2 separate regions of the Sus scrofa genome follow, and region 1 is linked to region 2. The links are chromatin contacts, called in public promoter capture Hi-C maps. All regions are on one chromosome and are shown on one strand. Each heading gives the region's core, a stretch centred on a gene start, on an enhancer-like site or on the middle of the called end of the contact. The rest is flanking DNA. Distances are from core to core; before and after follow the strand shown.

What was found. Promoter capture Hi-C pulls out the DNA fragments that hold promoters and counts their contacts.
Region 1: a contact with region 2 is called in a promoter capture Hi-C map of fetal liver, with 4 times the contacts expected there. The contact joins the promoter of LOC102167351 here to the enhancer-like site in region 2. A contact is called at or near these places in 5 of 5 promoter capture datasets (fetal liver, fetal skeletal muscle, liver and 1 more), 10 of 47 Hi-C or Micro-C datasets (brain, embryonic fibroblasts, fetal liver and 6 more) and 2 of 2 datasets of contacts at active chromatin or transcription factors (alveolar macrophages and skeletal muscle).

Annotation. Positions count from the first base shown.
Region 1 is chr2:66,889,972-66,894,215 of Sscrofa11.1, forward strand. LOC102167351 (zinc finger protein 709-like) reads right to left here and starts at 1,507. Exons shown (of 5, transcript XM_021083749.1): 1 at 592-1,507.
Region 2 is chr2:66,583,429-66,587,974 of Sscrofa11.1, forward strand. No RefSeq gene overlaps it. Among named protein-coding and RNA genes, the nearest start is that of MAN2B1, 260 kb to the left of the region's middle. Within about 2 kb of position 1,608, at least 54 of the 83 cell types and tissues checked have an H3K27ac peak or open chromatin away from gene starts, as enhancers often do. A contact at or near this core is called in brain, fetal liver, fetal skeletal muscle and 6 more, where this site is marked.

The sequences.
Region 1 (4,244 bases), core at 257-2,756, 310 kb after region 2:
AAAAACAAAAAGCCATCCATGGCTCCGTGCAGAAATGATAAGCAAAATAGTGCCCACTTTTTTTTTTTTTTTTTGGCTTTTTAGGGCAGCAGTGCGGCATACGAAGTTCCCAGGCTAGGGGAGAACTGGAGCTGTAAATGCAGGCCTAAGAGGTAGCCACGGAGCTCCGCGTAAAGAAGTTAATAAGGAAGCTATGAATAGGAGAGGGAAGATCTGGAAACTTCAAGACATTTCTTGCCAGCCCTGGGAGAAACTGGTCTTGGCGGGGGCGGAGGGGAGGGTCGTGGATATGAGACCCTGCTCCTCAAACTTGAAAAAGCGAAGAGGGCAAACGGGTCTCCCGGGAAGAAAGAAGGGACAGGGGACCCCACAGACCACAGCTCCTCCACGCACCAACCTCGGAGACCGAGTTTCCGCTGCCCCAGTGACCTTTTGCGGTCACAGCACAACTTAGAGCAAAAACCGCCGCACCCGGACTGCTGGCCCTGGCCCCACGCTGCGCCCCGCCCCCGCCCCCGCGGACTGGGTACCCAGGTCCGCCGCGGGGAAGCCAGGGTGTGCTCATGGCCGATACTGGGTCCCACAACTCACCATGTTTCCGTTTCTCCGGTTCCAGGTCGTCCACCACCACGACTCCCAGCCGGCAAGCGCGGGTCACAATGACAGAGGAGGTGACAGACTCATCTGAGGCAGTTAAGTGGACCCAGTTTGGCTTCCGGCCGCTACAGCCAGTTGGTGGCAGCCCGCTCCACCCACACACGCACGCGCGCACAAGGAAGGTGTTCTTAACCCGCGAGTCCCCTGATTGGACAGTTCGCAAGGCCACACCCTCCCGGGCCTGTGTCACCGTAGGTTAGAGGGCGGATCTTGGAGCTGAGCTTGTGCCGGCAGCGGCAGGGAACTGGCTTTTCCACAGACCCTGCAATGAATCATAAGGCTTCACAGTTAGTTAAGGCGCTTAGAAGGTGATTCCCATCCACTATAAACATCAAACAAACCTAAAATCAAGCGCTCTGCGTAGATCTATCAAAGCATTGAGGTGACAGGGCGAACTGATCTCAGAGAGATAACAGTGAGTGATGGCTTAAAGCTATATCAGTTAAGAATCTCTGTTTAGGAATTGAATCTGGGCAGCCTGAATGAAAACCAGGAATCCTAGCTGATAGACCAGGGAGAGGCTGGGAGCAGAATTTCTCTGATTCTTGCCCTCTGTTGAAAGCAATACTTTTTCAAGGAGGCAAGGACAGAAAAAACCAGTACGAAGCCTATTGTTAAGAGTCACAGTAAGACATGGGGAAGAGCACACAGAGGAGTAATTTATTTAAGTCAGAAGCAAAGTAGTAATACACTCCTAAAAGAGGAGTGTGGGTGTGGGCCGCCTCCTGAGTTAGCACACCAGAGAGGTGATTTAAATCACTTACACAGCACAGTTCTTGTGGGTCTTTGTTGACCTTTGGCCATCATCTTGTTCTATTTCTCACACTTGACCAGACCCAGGCTCACCTCCCCAATTCTTCCCCTACCCCTCCACATGCATGCACATCTTTTGGCAAAGATGGACTCCAGAGCAAGGGGTTCTGGGATGGTTGCAGGACTTATTATGGCCTGGAGCCCCCATCCCCTTTTGACCCCTAGGAGTCTAACTGTGCATGTGTAATTGGGGAGCTCTCCTTGACCCCAGGAGTGACTGAAATGGTCATCTTATCTTTCTACTCCAGCAGAGCTCAGCTCCTGCCACTAACTTTCTCCTTGAGGTGTCAAAGAGAAACAAGGCCCAATTTACTCAGCCTGACAAGTCCCAGCTGTTCGCAGCCCAGGGGCCCAGCTACCGCCTACCTCAAAACCACTGCCTCCAAAATCTGAAAGCAAGACAGAAAAGGAGCTCTTCTGAAATATGCCCCACATACTCTATTCTGCTCGACAAGGCCTGTACTCCAAAGATTCTCGTTCACCCAAAATCTAACCACTGGGATTTTGCTACAGCCTAACTGGCCTAGTGGGAGGGAAACTGCCACCCTGGCAACTTGCTTCCTCTAGCCTTTCTGCCTCACCTAAGGTGGGGGTGGTCGTGGCTACTCAGAAACACTTGTGGGGTTGCTAGGTTATTTTCCCCTCCTGACAGTAAACCTGAAGTGTGTTTTGCCAAAGCGCTTATTCAACTCTCTAAAACCAACTGGGTGGCTGGCCTACAATTCAATTCAGTTCTCACCAAGAACTCACCAGAGTTCAGTTCAGATGCCACAGTATAACGGCTCAGTCCCACGAGACTGCCCGCATGTCAGATGCCAGCAGCAAATGGGGTGGGGGTGGGCTGGGGGCAGCCTACGCACATTTCTTTGTGGCCCACTACAAATTCGGAGGCTCCTTGAACGCATCCTCACGTTTGTTAATTCTCTAGAATGACCTGCAGAATGAAGGAAACCACTTTTCTTATTATTGCCCGGTTGTTGTAACAGATACAAGTCAGGAACAGCCAAATGGCAAAAGGGGGCCCAGGGCAAAGTGGTGGTCAGGGCTAGGGAGCCTCCAGACCTTCTCCAGGCATGACGGCCTCCCAGCACACGATGTGCTCACTAACCTCGATCTCTCTGATCCCCAAGGTTGAGAGGTTTTCACGGAGTTTCCTTACATAGGCATGACTGGTTAACTCATTGACCACTGGTGATTAACTCCATCTCCAGCCCCTTCTTTCTCCCCAGAGATTGGGAACTCGGCTGAGAGTTCTAAGTCTCTAATCAAAGCTTGGTTTCCTAGCGACCAACCCCATCCTGAAGCCATCTGGGGGCCTGGAAACAATTGGCTCATGAGAACATAAGATGCTCCTATCACCCTTATCACTCAGAAAGGCTTTATTTACTAGGATCAAAATTTTTCTTCTTATATCACAGAAGGTCACAGCCCAAGGACACAGGGCCATTAAAATATTGAGACCAAGGAGTTCCTGCTGTGTTTCAGCAGGTTACAAACCTGATTAGTATCCAAGAGGATATGGGTTCGATCCCTGGCCTCACTTAGGGGGTTAAGGATCCAGGGTTGCTGTGAGCTGTGGTGTAGGTCACAGATTTGACTTGGCTCCCAAGTTGCTGTGGCCGTGGCATATGGTAGCACCTCCAGTCCTGATTCCACCCCTAGCCTGGGAACTTCCACATGCTGCAGGTGCAGCCCTAAAAAGAAAAAGCTTACTGAGACCAAATCATGGGTGTTTAGAACATTCCTTCTCTACCCTCAACATACCAGTACATCAAGAAAATTTCTGTTTAATAACAGTGGGAAACACTGAAAGAACTGTAAGTTTCAGAATTTCTTTAAGTCTCTATAGTGTCCTCAGAGATGACATGGGAGACAAAAACGAGGAACCTGAGGATATGTTGGCCACTGACAGTTACAAGAAACAATCAATACAGCCTAACCATCAGGTAGACATAAAACCTTACACTAAAGGCCTATTTACTTCAGTTCCTTTTTACAGTACATCATGTCTCATATTCAACAAAAAATTAAAAAGACACAAATACTTTTAAAATTTTTCTTCAGGAAAGAGGATGAACAAAAGAACTTGATTTAGATGTAGCAGATATCTTACAATTATTAGTCCAGATGCTTGAAGCAACAATGATTATGCTAAAGGCCCTGATAGAACTAGTGGATATGTGCAAGAACAGTCAGGGAAGGTATGCAGAAATAGAAACTCTTAAGAAAAAAAACAAAAGAGAAATTTAAGACACGTGAAGCCTACAAAGAGAATAGCAAAGAAGTGTACGTGGGGAGAGAGGGAGTGCTTATCAATGCAGTGGTAATGTGTGAGTAAAGAACTAGTGAGCTTGAGGAAATGTCAGTAGAACCTTTTGTTTTATGCAGGTCTTGGCCTATGAATAATCAGTGTTGTGGTTGGACCAGGTCTTGTGGTTCTTATTATGATTGCAAGTTGCCCTTCAACCATAACCATCAGGAAACTTTTGAAAAAATAAAGGCTTAGGGACTTCCTGTTGTGGCTCAGTGGTAAGGAACCTCACTAGTATCCATGAGGATGCAAATTTGATCCCCCGTCTTGCTTAGTGGATTAAGAATCTGACATTGCCATGGCTGCAGTGTAGGCTGGCAGCTGCAGCTCTGATTTGATCCCTAGGCTGGGAAGTTCCATACGCTGCAGGTGCAACCCTAAAAAATACCATAAATAAATAAACAAATCTTTTTTAAAAAAAGGAAAAAGAAAAGAAAGGCTTATTATTTATAAGACCTGGAAA
Region 2 (4,546 bases), core at 358-2,857:
ACAGATGTTTTCACAGCACATATACGACACATGCAGACACAGACACAAAACTCTGAGAATTAATGGCTCAAACACAAGGATATTCCCAAAGATCCCAAGGCTTCTGTACTCCCCTCAGTTTAGGACTAATCACCATCAGACATGTGGTATAATTTTACTTAGATTTCTCCTTTCTTCTCTCCTAGAATGTCAGCTTTTAAGCACGCAGGGATATTTCCTTGGCTTTGTTCACCACAACACCTACCAGAAGGCCTGTCACCAAAGGAGATAGATACTAATTGAATGGCAGGGCTCACAAGGAGTCAAACAGACATACACACTCACATGGAGGTTTTACAGAAACTTCATCATAGGCCCAGAGCTTCACACAGTGAATGGTTCTTACTCCCATCCCCTATGGTAGAGGGGTGTCTTCTGGTTCCCCATCTATTCCCCAAAAAGGGTGTTTGGGCTCCTCCTAATGGGGAAGAGGCTTCACACTTCCTGACACCCTACAGTATAAAAAGCACATCTCTACAATAATTACATAAAATGGGAGACTATGGATGGCAGTGTCATTGCTGGAAAAGGCACACACACACCCTGGTTTTACACAAACTTCATCACAGGCCCACTCCACCTGATCTTAACAGAGTGAACTGTTTTCAGCTCCATCCCCTGTGACACATGGGAGTCACGGAGGCCCCCAAACCGACTCTCCTAATGGCAAAAGGACTTCAGACTTTCTGGGCTGACAGAGTACACTAGGATCTTCTCTTAAGAAAAACTTCTCAGGGAGTTCCCTTCGTGGCTCAGTGATTAACCAACGTGACTAGTATCCATGAGTATCCATCCAATCCCTGGCCTCGCTCAGCGGGTTAAGGATGTGGCGTTGCCAGAGAGCTGCACTGTAGGTTGCAGACGCGGCTAGGATCGCGCTGTTGCTGTGGCATAGGCTGGTAGCTGCAGCTCCTATTCGACTCCTAGCCTGGGAACTTCCACACGCTACAGGTGAAGCCCTGAAAAGACAGACAGACAGACAGACAGAAAGAAAGAAAGAAGGAAAGAAAGAAGGAAGGAAAGAAAGAAAGAAAGGAAGAAGAAGGAAGGAAGGAAGGAAGGAAGGAAGGAAAGAAAAGAAAAGAAAAGAAAAGAAAAAACTTCCCAGGAGCCTGAAGAGGTGTCTCGGGGTCCGCAATGACTGGAGTTGCGTTCCAGCCACTCACGTTGTTCCAATTGCTTCCAGAAACTCACCCCTCACGATATGACCCCTTCCTCACTTTGCTTTCCTACTGGAGGTTCAGTGAGGGCAACAAAGGTTTCTGCATTCTCCCTTGGCCTCCATACCCTCTGGGCTGTCTCCTCCGGACAGTATCCATCACCCCCCAGGTCTCACCGGCACACAGAGGTCCGCCCCCTCCCCCCCCGCCTCTCCCGGGCCTGGATCGCTGTCCCTACTTGATCGGGGAGCAGCGGCCTCGACACCTCAGATCCCTGGTCTCCTAGACACAAAGAGATCACTTTAGGGGCTCTGGAAAGCACTGAAAGCTGTGGCAGGAACAGGTGGGTACGTGGCTCTGCCCCTTTCCGCCTCTTCCCCTGCGAAACTGGGAGCTGGTCCTCCAACTGAGCCCCCGCCCCCTCCTGCGCCTGCGCACTTCAGGGAAGGCGAAAATCCCGTTAGGCGCCTTTCATCTGGAGACCGTACCACGTTGAATACTAGAGTTTTGTGAAGCAAAGGGGGCGCCAGCCTGAAGAGGGTCTGGCTGAGTTCGCCATTTCCCACAGACAACGGTGCTGGAGATCCGCAGAGATTTTCCTGTACCAGAAAAAGAGCAGTCACCGGGCTCAGTGCAACAGCTTTGTGGAGGCCGATCCTGGGGGGGAGGGAGCAGGACGTGTTCAGCGCATGCGCTGCCAAAAACTCTGGACTGCGCCAGGAAACTAAGGGAGGGTGATGTGGTGATAGTGGTGTCTGTTTGAGTGACAGTTACTGGAGCTAGGACAAGGCAGGGCATCTCTTTTCAACATTATTGGTAGTTTTGAAGCTATTGTAAAACTGTACTTGTTGGTAGAGGTGATGTTTGTCTGACAGCGAGGAATTGTGTGTCCGAGGGACCTGAGCCTCACAGCGTTTCTGTGTTCCGCCACTGCTTCATCTCACAGTCACTTGGGATTCCAACAGAAAATGTCTAGAGTGGGATAGTGTTGCACAAATATTTCCCAGTAAGCAGGTACAGAGTATGCTAGAGATGGGAAATGTAGAAGCTAGAAATGGTCTCAAGACCTGCTCTGGGAATTCGTAACATTGATGCTCAAGGATTAGATTAGGACGCACTCAAGTCATATCCTACTTGGGGAGATCTGAACACGCACCTTTGTGTCAGGGCACAGCATTGCCACATCTGACCCAAGAAACCTGGAGTCCACTCAAAGATAGACCCGGAGAACTCTATCACTTTCTTACCAGTTATGTGAATGACAGCGAGAGGGGGTGTAACTTTGGAGGGTGTGTCCTAAGTCAGACTTGGTACCAAGAAAAGTCCTGTTGTGATCCATGACCTTCTTTCTTTCTACTCCTTCCCTTTTCTTCCTATGAAGGACTCCAGGAGGTAGAAAGAAGTGTTACACATGTAAAATTCAAGTTTCAGGAGTGTTTAACACTCTCCTAGCATGTGAAAGCATTTACGTTGTTTTCTATTAGTTTTTAGAATGTGCACATACGATTTTGAGTGTAGCTGTGAGTTTTACAGATGTATAGTTATACTACTACCAAGTTAGAAGATACTTCATCACCCCAAAGGAACACTCTGGTGGTGCCTGGTTGTAGAGAACCCTCCCTACCCTTAACCACTGATCTGTTTTTAGTTCTTATAATTTTGCCCATTTCACAGTGTCATGTGTGGAATATCATGTTGTCTTACGAATTGTTGGAAAGTTTGATTCCACATTTGTAAAAGTACATAATTATGCATACCTGGTAGTGTTCTGAGTTTGCAATTTTTGACATCGCCCAGAAAAGCGGCACTGATTATGCCTTTGACATAGAGATTCCACTGTTTTGAGTTATGTGAACTGACATAAGACCCCATGCTTAACTTTCTTCATTTGCATTATGGGAGCAAAAATGGAGACAAGAGATCAAATGAGATACTAATAATTATAAAATCACATGTCAAACTGCTAAGAAAGCATAAATTACTGCTGGAACAAAACGGAGCAAGTTTGGACTTCCATTGCTGTTTAATTAAACAAAAACTGTCACCTTTTACCTTATCTTCCATAAAATCTGAAAGTGTGAACATGGAAACGATCTCTGAAAACAGAAAAAGTGAGCTTTGAAATTTTTGTGCATAAAGCTCCCAGTTACTCCTCTTATAACAAGGCACAGAAAATTTCCTACTTTGCCACTACATGCAGATATTACTCAAAATGATACCCTCTGTTTAGAGTCACCTAAATTATTCCTTGAACGTCCATAGATATTTTTGGTCTCCCTTCTTCTCTTCCTTTTTGGCCATCCCACAAAGCATATGAAGATCCAAGCCTCAACTGCCACCTACACCAAAGCTGCAGCAACTCCAGAGACTTTAACCTATGGTGCCTGGATCGAACCTGCATCCTGGGGCTGCAGAGACACCATCGATCCTGTTATGACACAGTGGGAACTCCTATTTTTGGTATTTCAACAGGGAAATCATATTAAACTTGTACAGATTATCACTCTATTCATAGAGAACCCTAATGAGCTACAGCTGTGCAGATGGCCAGAACCCTTCCTCAAACTTGGAGGAACATGAAGATTTCACAGGCACAAATTGGGTCCTTCAGTCTGAATAGCAACAAAATGATAATGCCAAATCAAAAAGCAATTTCAGTTCCCTTCAAACAATGTTAAACAGAAACATAAAGACCACAAAAATCCATGGCCCAAAGCAATGGGAAACACATCCCAGATCCTCCTGTCCAGGAGTTCCTGCTCTGGCATAGTGGGTTAAGGATCTGGCATTGCTGCAGCTGTGGTGTAGTTTGCAGATGCAGCTTGGCTTCGATCCCTGGACTGAGAGCTTCCATATGCCTCGGATATAGCTGAAAAAAAAAAAAAAAAGATGTTTATGTCCAAACTCCTGATCAAATAATAGCACATGCACTGGAACTTTTAATCATGACTAAAATGAAGATGAACAATATTTATGGGGAAACACTGCTGTTAATCCCAGGAATGCAGAACTTTCAGTCCTGTTTACATCCACCCCTGAGCAGTTCCTCAAAGAGTGTTTACAATATATTAGATGGTGAAAAAATAATGATTGATGGTAACATCCATGCTCACTGAGGCCACTACACTTTGTAAAAAAGATATACAACCCTGCCACCTTCTCTGTTATCTCACCTGTCATGGTTTCCTTTCCATCAATGCCCTTATTTTCTATTTAGAAATCCAAGGTTTTGATCTAATCATCTCTTTCCCCACAAAAATACAGGTACCAAGGGCGCAAGAATTTTTCTTTCATGCCTCAACATCCAGAACCTAGAGTGCCTTGAATATTTCTGCTAAGTCAGTAAC